Regions from separate parts of the Danio rerio genome. Here region 1 is linked to region 2. A link is a contact called in public Hi-C data. All regions are on one chromosome and are shown on one strand. The core of a region is the stretch at or near the end of the contact, and the rest is flanking DNA. Distances in the headings are between cores, read along the strand shown.

Region 1 (4,842 bases), core at 789-3,288, 240 kb after region 2:
AGGTCTCTAAACGTCACTTTAAGCTGAATACTAGTGTCTTGCAAAGTAACTAGTGAAATAGTATGCACTGTCACCAAAATCCATGCATTATTATAAATCAGTTATTAATACGGTCATGTTTAAAATGTGTTGGAAAAGTTTTCTCTCCGTTAAACCAGAAAGAATTTAAAGAATTATTTACAGTACATTTTACAGGAGGGATTGTCTTCACCTCATCTGTGTGTTATGATGGTGCAAATATATCAGACATTGCAGACATCTTAAACCAAAATATTGGAAAAAGCAAAACCCGAACATGTAAAAGAAATAGCATCACAGTAGAATCACACACTCATGATAAGTTACACAAGTGCAGCTCACAGCATTTCTCCAGCAATCTGCCAAAACAAAACCTCAAAGACATGATAAATCCTGAGAGAGTGAGTGATTGAACATGGAGAATACAGACTCCAGTGTTGTAAACACAGCGCATTGTTGCACATACAGTACTAAAGTTGTGTTTCTGCACAGCATTTAAAACTTGAGCGTCATCATTACCTTCATTTTGCTGTAGTAGCAGTGAAAGTGAATACTTTCTTAAAGGCTGGTATGAATTAATTAGGCCATAATATTAATCCCTCTTTAAAGTCCAGCAAGACAGCAAGTTCTTTGAAAAGTTGTGTGTGTGTGTGTGTGTGTGTGTGTGTGTGTGTGTGTGTGTAAAACGCAGATGCTCTTACTGTGTGAAGTGCGTCTGCAGGGTCTTCATGCACTGCCGTGTGGGACGCAGCTGCTCCACAAACCTGCTGATGCTCCTGTATTCTGCCCTGCAGATCCTCAGATTATTCACCTGTTCACCTGCAGATGCGCACACACACGCGCAAACAAACACACAAACACACACTTTAGTCTGATTGCCAATGTAAATAGTTGCAATATTGTTGTTGAGTACTTGTGATAAGAGGATACTGATATTTTTACTCACACACAGAAATCATAACACACACGCTTACAGATCATAACACACACACACACACACAAACACAGATCATAACACAAACACACAAGTTCAAACACAGATTATAACACACACACACATATCATTACACAAACACACACACACACACACACACACAGATCATAACACACACACACAAATACAAACACAGATCATAACACACACACAAATATACAAACACAGATCATTACACAAACACACATACATACAAACACACACACACAGATCATAACACACACACACACACAAACACAGATCATAATACACAAACACACACAAACACATAAAGAGATCATAACATACACACACTAACACTCACATACAGAGATCGCAACACAAACACACACACACTAACACAAACACACACACACACTAACACATACAGAAAATGTAACACAAACACACACACACACACACACATTAACACAAACACACACACGCACACACACATACAGAAAAAGTAACACAAACACACACACACGCACACACACACACTAACACAAACACACTCACACACACACACACACACACTAACACATACAGAAAAAGTAACACAAACACACACACACGCACACACACACACGCACACAAATATAAACTTACACAGAGATCATAACACACACAGACAGACACATAAACAGCTCATAACAAACACACACACACACACACACACACACACACACACACACACACATACACACATAGAGATTGTCAAACAAACACAAAAGAGAGAAACGTAAACACACACACTATAACACACAAATAGACACACATACAAATCATAACACACAGAGAGCATAATACCAACACACATACACACTGACAGATCATAACATACACACACACTTTCACACACACACACAAACACACACAACCACACACTGACAGATCATAACACACACGCAGTGCAGCAGTACTGTATATTAGTACTTTACCTGTTCCTGTGGCGCTGCCGCCTGACACTGCATCCATATTTCACAACTCTGCAACACAAACAGCACCAATAACACTGTACAAGCTCCAGTTCTGCAGCACACGCGACCGAACAGCGTCACTTCCTAGTCAACTCCCGCGAACGCGTTCAAACGGCAGATCAATGTAAACACGCTCCTGATTGCCCACGGTGACTGTTGTCATTGAGTATAGCGGACGGCGATTGGAGGACTGCGATGGTGAGCCTCCTGTGTGATGCTGAGGAGAAATACTTCAATGATGGGCTTATTATAACGCGCTATGAAGAATAAGTCACTCGTAACGGGGAATAACTTAACAAATGATGTCTTTCACTTTCAGTTTACAATCAGATAGTTTAGTTTAATCATATCGCTTCATTGTTGTAAGTATAATTACGCTACAGCCGTTCATGAGCGCGTATTAGTAGCGAAGGCTGACGTCACACAATAATAATAAACTAACGTTACATTAATGTAAGCGTTACATAAGCGTTACTTGTAGCCTGACGTCACATTTACAATGAGATGAAAACATCTTAACAGCTTTGCATGTTAACATTAGTTAATAAAAATGATGTTTATTAATGTGTATTGCTAGTTTCCATTAGCTTAGGTCTGTAACAGATACAAGAAATAACATAACATATACCACTTATACACAAATTATTATTATAATGTATTCTATTAGTGAACACAATGCTGAAATCACCTTAAATGTGAGTAATAAATGCAGTATCATTAAGTACCTTTCAGTTATTTAATGTTAGTAATACTTATTGATTAGTAGATGTAGATTATTGCTAGTTTTTGTTAGTTAAAAAACATTAATATACAGTATAACCTTAAATATGAGTAATAAATGCAGTAACATTAAGTATTTAACATTAGTAATACTTTATTAGTTAGTACATGTAGATTAGTGCTAGTTTTTGTTAGCTTATGTCCGTGACAGAGACAACAAATAACATAACATATACAACCTATATACAAATTATTAAAATAATGTATTCTACTAGTGAAAACAATACTGAAATTACCTTAAATATGAGTAATAAATGCAGTAACATAAAGTGTTTTTTCAATTTTGAAACGTTAGTGATACTTTATTAGTTAGTTCATGTAGATTATTGCTAGTTTTTTTCTATCTCAGGTCAGTTAAATAACATTACCATACAGTATAACCTTAAATACGAGTAATAAATGCAGTAGCATTAAGTAAATTTAAGTCACATTCGTCACATTCGTGATTTTGTATTAATTAGTACATGAATATTATTATTAGCTTTTGTCAGCTCAGACAAATTAAATGACATTAACATTCAGTTTAACCTTAGATATGAGTATAAATGCATTAACATGAAATGTTTTTTTCCCGTTATTTAAGGTTAGTAATACATTATTAGTTAGTACATGTATATTATTGCTAGTTTTTTCAGCTCAGGTCAATTAAATAACAATAATACAGTATTACCTTAGAAATGAGTAGTAACTGCATTGCTATTGAGTATATATATATATATATATATATATATATATATATATATATATATATATATATATATATATATATATATATATATTCATCTTTAAAAAATTCATAAATGGAAGCTTAATTTACATAATTATCATAATATCATTATACTAAGAAACTGACACATTCAGCATTTGATACAAACAGTCTGATAATCAAAGTGACCGTTGGCAATATAGAAATATGAATATAATATGAAGATATAAAGGTTTAATTTGGTTGAACATTTCCTGACGCATGCTTAACACCTGTCAGTCAGATTTGTGTTTGTTTCACATCATAAATGTGCCGCAGTGGTCAGTGAATGTGTTTCAGAGCTCTGTTAAACCTCTCACTGTGTTAATGCATTTTAATTCTAGTTTCTTTTTCTCCTTTCAGCCCTCAGAATCTGTCTGGAGGCACAACTGGACACTCTTTATGTAAGTTTGATCCATTGCATTCTGACGGCGTGCTGATTCACTATTATTCACAATATAAGTCTGTAATTCTGCTCACATAAAGCAGCGTGTTCAAATAAACCTCACTATAGTTTCACCTCAGACTGGTAAATTGCATTTCGGCAAATGAAAGCCAGCTCTGTGCTCTTAAAAATAATGTTCCTTATGTTTATAAGATCCTTTTACTCCAAAATTTCCATTAGAAAGATATGCTGATGTTCAATATATGATGAAGATACACAATTTTGCCTCCATGTGATCGGCTTTTCCACTGTTACCAGTTTGCCCAGTGGCTCGCCGCGTAGTTTGGCAGACTTGACATGCAGAGAGGAGTTGACTGTAACGAAAGGGTTCAAGTCCAGTGAAGAACGGTTCCAGAAAGCAGGTAAGACAAAAACAAAGGCCAAAATAATAAATAAACAAGCAAATAACAGGGTGAGAACGTGGTAAAATCTGAAAATGTGGTCAAAATCAGATGAGGACTTTTCTTTCTCTGCATTGCTTTTGAAAACACTGTCGGTTGGGTTTAGGGAAGGGGGTGGGCGGGTCAATCAGTGCCTTTAAAAACACTGTCGGTTGGGTTTAGGGAAGGAGGTGGGCGGGTCTATCGGTGCTTTTGAAAACGCTGTGGGTTGGGTTTATGGAAGGGGGTGGGTGGGTAACTTAAAATATAATATATTATATTAAACATAAACAGTTTTGTACACGTCTGTTTAAACAATAAGGCAATACACTAAATATATGATGCGTGTGCGTGCGTGCCTGCATGTGTGCGTGCGTGTGTGCGTGTGTATGTGTGTGTGTGTGTATGTGTGTAGAGATGGCTCCTGTGGTCGTGCTGTGCTGTAAGAGTGTGATAACAGTCGGGACTAAACGTCTCTGCTGTAATCCAGTGTGTGTAAGGAGCCACAGCGTGTGTGTGTG
Region 2 (4,830 bases), core at 2,216-4,715:
ATACATTCTAAAATGATGGGTTGATTTAACCTATCATTAATGAGTCGTTTGGGATGGGTCAAAACGTCGGGTTTAAAAGGTGTAATTTAAATGTAATTTAAGTTTAGATTTGCACCAGCATCGGGTTCAAAACCCTGCATTTTTGTTTGTGCGCGTGTGCAATAATAAAGAGCAGTTATAATGTGCATACACTACTTTTTGGACATGATCTTACATTTTTAAAATGTATTTTTTTTTCAAAAACTAAATAATAAATATAATTTCAATGATGAAAATACACATTTTTCAACATTTCAGAGATGAGAAAAAACAACATGGGCCCGTCAAAAGTATTTAATAATTTAATAAATTTAATTCTGAATTTAAAGCATAGGGTGGGGCATTAAATAACGCATTAAGTAACGCATTAAAGTATCACGCATTATAAAAGAAGCATTTAAAAAATGTTGTCGAACTCTCGGTTTATTTCGCCCTTCGTAATTGGCCACCGCTCAGCATAGTTCTTAAAATGCAATTTATTCAAAATCATTTATTTATTTATTTAGCATTTCTACATTTTAAATTGAATAAGGCTGTGCGTTGGGCTGCAGTGAGGCGCAGATCTGCTCCGGCAGGTGTCGCTAAAGCGCCGCAGAGCGCAGAAACACGCCGGCGGAGAGTCTCGCAGAGCCGTGAGAATAACAGCAAGAAGGAAAATGCGCCTTTTCCTCGCACACCAGAATTTACAGTTACTCACGAAACTTCTACAAACACTGGCGCTCCTCAGCCTTCCTTCGGGGACTAGCATGACATGTTCCCTAAGGTCAGGGAGAGTTTAAACGCAGCTAAAGCGGTAAACAGAGGAATGATTATCTTAACATAAATATTCACTGTAGAACAAGAGCTGCGAGGGGGGAAACATGCAGACACACATCAGAACTGGAATCAAAGAGGAATATCTGCAAATAGCCTACATAGGCCTATTATTATTATCTAAATCCTAATTAATTTTAAGACTAAATATTTAAAGTTGATTTAAAACGCACGAATGAAAAGCGCGAATCAAGTGTTAGTGTTGTTCTGTTGTTGTTTATTTATTTACTTATATATTTATTAAACGCATTTATAAACTACCGCCTTTTGTGACCTGTTGTTCTGTAGAAATGTGTTTATAGTGCGTCTATATTTTAATAATCACTGCAAATAACTTTACATCGGAATTATCGGATTAAATAATGAGACTTTCTTTCATGTTGAAAATGAAACTGTTTGCAAAGATACAAAAAGATCTGCCTCCGAGATGTGTTTTGCATTAAGCATCTACATTGTAATTCCTGTAATAGTTTTATTTAATTTATTTACGTTTAAAGGAAGTGCTTTTAAAAGAGGTTTTGTAGTTGAAATGCATTCCCCGACGCAGCTGGGCAGAGACATGGAGAGCTTTAACCCTAAAATGACCTCAATTTGACACCAGCAGATGAAATTTTACCGTCTGTTAATGCCATCTTTTAGGTGGACCCCTGTTCAAAACACTTATTTACAGCTTTTAAATAGATTATTTTAAAATCAATATAGTATTTATTTTTAATGTAACTGAAATAAGAGGCGGGTTTGATATTTCCCATATCTATTTTGAAAGTAAAAGCGTGTTTTATAAACTGTATATATATTTTTTGAGTGTGTGACACAATTAGCCTAGATGTTGTCTCGGAAAAGGTGTTTTTTTTTAAATAGCGGAGAATCAGTGTAATAAAAACCGAAATGTGCGCACTTTCGTAGGCATGAAAAAGTATTATTTCACTTGTTGGAAAGCATGCACAACATTTAATAGTTCTTGTAAATTATATTTACATTTATTATAGCTGTACTTATTTAGAATTGTACTTATTTTTAAAGTTGTTGAAATAATAATAATAATAATAATAATAATAATAACAATAATAATAATACATAAATAAATGATCATAAAGCATTTTTTATATATAATTTCCAGAAGAGGTTGTGTGGTTGAGCAGAATGCGCCGCGCTCGTCCTCAGCTTTCTGTGTGTTTGCGTTGGACTTACCGCGTGCGTTTCTCCGGTCGTCCTCGCGCTAAAGCAGTGGTCAGACATGCACGCGTTCTGTGTCCACTGCAGTCGCTATTGCACAGTGAACCCGTGCACTTTCTCCCCGTGCATGCTCTTCCCTCCCCTCTGTCATAAACAGAGTTCAGTTGTTGCATTTACGAAAATCCTCTTTTTAATTGCCGGCTTGATTAAAAAGTCGAGGCGTCGGCTTTTGTGCTGACCTCTCTGCCGCCGAGCTCTGCTCCACTAACCCGCAAATTGTTAATTTGGACAACAAAACAAGCGCTAAATGTAGACATTTATGCATAAACGCGGATCGATAGGATGATGATGATGTCACGCGCGCGCGGCGATATGCACACGCAGGCTGGCTATATGATCATTGATGAGGAGCGGTGTTTTAAGGGTCTGTTTGTGGTGTTTAGGGGCCATCTGTAGCACAATCAATATCATCGCTCCTCCTCTGAAACTTCAGAGTTCCTAATGATTGATGATCTCTTTGATAATTGAGGAGCGCGCGCGGCTCGCGTTTCAATTTTTGTGACTAAAGACATTCCCGAGGAGTTGATGCAGCTTTGGAAAAGTTTAGTTGTCTAGATAAAAAAGAGGGGGGGGGGGGGTGGCTCGTTGTGAGTGTGACACTTGATATCTAGCTGCAGTTGTAGTTTTAAAACGCGCAAAGTGCGCAAGACTTTGTTTTCTCCAGGCGCAATAACAGCGCAGTTTTAATAACGCGTTGGCCGCCTGCCCAGCGCACTGTCGCGTCTTTTTCTGAGCGCGTTTTCTGTGAGTGGGATTTTGTGCGTGGCTCCCCCCTCGCGCACTGGACGCTCGCCTCTCGCGCAGGCTTTGGCGTGGAGCTCGTGCAGGACTGGCTGTGCTCAGCGCCACTTCCGGCTTCCGTCATTTCATTCTCCCGCCGATGCGCGCAGCTCAACTCACTGTGTTCTATAAGCGAGCGAGCGGCCGACCTGCCAACACTCACTGACACTCACTCATCTCCGACCGCGCACGAGACCGCCGCATTTCTCTTTTCAAAAACTCTTCTCTTTTTCCCTCTTTTTTCCTCGTCTAAATCCTCCTCGCTACACTCCAGCAGTGGTAGTGGTAGTAATAAAACAAGAAAGCGGACCGGAGGCATAAAGGAGACAGGGACTTGTGGGATGAAAACGGGGCTCTAAAAAGATTCATCCTCTCCCGAACATCATCACCAACCATCATTCATTCATTACCTTGACAACCTCTGGCTTTGATTGACAGCTGGAGTGGCAAAAAGCCATGAGACACGACAGTTTAGTTACATGCAGGTTGTTGATGGGCCGGCTGTAACCTTCAGTTTGGTGCTTGACTTTTTTTTTCCCTTTCTTTTCTGGGGGGCAAAGAGGAAAAGAAGAATAATTGCAAAACTCTTCCCGATGCCCGCGCTCGTCCGTGTTGGAGAATAGGAGAGAATTCGGCTCGAAAAAGGGGGCATCTTTGCGGCGCATGAGTTTGTGAGCGGACTGGGAAATTAAATCTACGACACAGATCCAGAGGTTTATTGGAGCGCAGGCTGATGGCGCAAAGGGTAGGTTTAAAATCTCCAACACTCACCTCCACCAATGCACTATCTATCACAGGCCTCGACTGTCGCCGCACGCGCAAAACTACTTGAGCCTGACGCACTTTGCTGGGAATATCCTGAGCTCCGGGCTCCTGCTTTTGCTCGCTGCGCTTTTACAACTTCAACATGTTTTTGGTAATTACGGGCAAACTGCACGACTTTCCTCGCGTTTTCGCACACTTTCGCTTCTTTGTCTCCTTTTTTCTGTGCTCTTGCTGACTTTCTGCTTCTCTTGCAGTACGATGAGCTGGCTCACTACGGCGGCATGGACGGGGTCGGGATGTACGGGGATCCACACGCGCCTCGGCCGCTCCCGCAGGTCCACCATCTGAACCACGGACCGCCGCTCCACGCCAGCCAGCATTACGGCACACATGCCCCCCATCCCAATGTCATGCCCACCAGCATGGGCTCAGCTGTCAACGACGTGTTAAAGAGGGATAAAGATCAAATTTACGGGTGAGTTCCGCATTAAAATCGGATCCGCGGACTCCAGAGCCGCTTCGATTTCTGCTAACGTTTTCCCCGCAGCTTCGAGGAACTTTTCTCCTCGGGATTTTGGGAGCGAATCCACGCTTTGGACTTTGATTTATTTCAGAATCGCCTCAACAAACTTTTATTCGCTTTAAGTTCAAATCTGCTCAGATCGCCAAACCCCGACGCGATTTCGAGACTTCCGAGTTCTGCAGAATTATTACTGATTGTTTCGCGTGTCTGTTTTTGCTCATTATTGCTCTGTGCATTGACATGGCTGAGATCTAAAAGGCTGGCGTGTTGTTGTTTCTGCAGCCATCCTCTGTTTCCTCTCCTGGCTCTGGTCTTCGAGAAGTGCGAGCTGGCCACATGCACTCCCCGCGAGCCCGGGGTGGCCGGCGGAGACGTCTGCTCCTCGGACTCCTTCAACGAGGACATCGCTGTCTTCGCCAAACAGGTCCATACGCGCTGCAACACTTCCACCCGAAGACTTTCTGTTTTGTTTACACTTGGAAGTTCTAAGTAGCCGCATTAAATCGGCGCTTTTTCTACACTTAAACCAGATTAGCAACGATTTGAATTTTAATGCATAATTAAAATCTTACTATTGAATTGCTGCACATCGATTGCTATTAACCTCCATTCCCGTGTGTGTGTGTGTGTGTTTTAGGTCCGCGCTGAAAAACCTTTATTTTCTTCGAATCCAG

What was found. A called contact is a pair of places that touch in the nucleus more often than the background predicts.
Region 1: a contact with region 2 is called in a Hi-C map of hematopoietic stem cells, with 2.1 times the contacts expected there. The contact joins the promoter of cdin1 here to the promoter of meis2a in region 2. A contact is called at or near these places in 2 of 18 Hi-C or Micro-C datasets (embryo and hematopoietic stem cells) and 2 of 4 datasets of contacts at active chromatin or transcription factors (embryo and gastrula embryo).

The regions. Positions count from the first base shown.
Region 1 is chr17:59,194,409-59,199,250 of GRCz12tu, forward strand. It overlaps cdin1 (CDAN1 interacting nuclease 1), which reads right to left and starts at 2,039. Exons shown (of 13, transcript NM_001076722.1): 1 at 1,933-2,039; 2 at 720-837. The coding sequence starts at 1,969. It overlaps LOC141378393 (a long non-coding RNA gene), which reads left to right and starts at 2,152. Exons shown (of 5, transcript XR_012392955.1): 1 at 2,152-2,333; 2 at 3,860-3,900; 3 at 4,200-4,303.
Region 2 is chr17:58,952,801-58,957,630 of GRCz12tu, forward strand. meis2a (Meis homeobox 2a) reads left to right here and starts at 3,466. Exons shown (of 13, transcript NM_131896.1): 1 at 3,466-3,613; 2 at 3,888-4,108; 3 at 4,439-4,580; 4 at 4,794-4,830. The coding sequence starts at 3,602.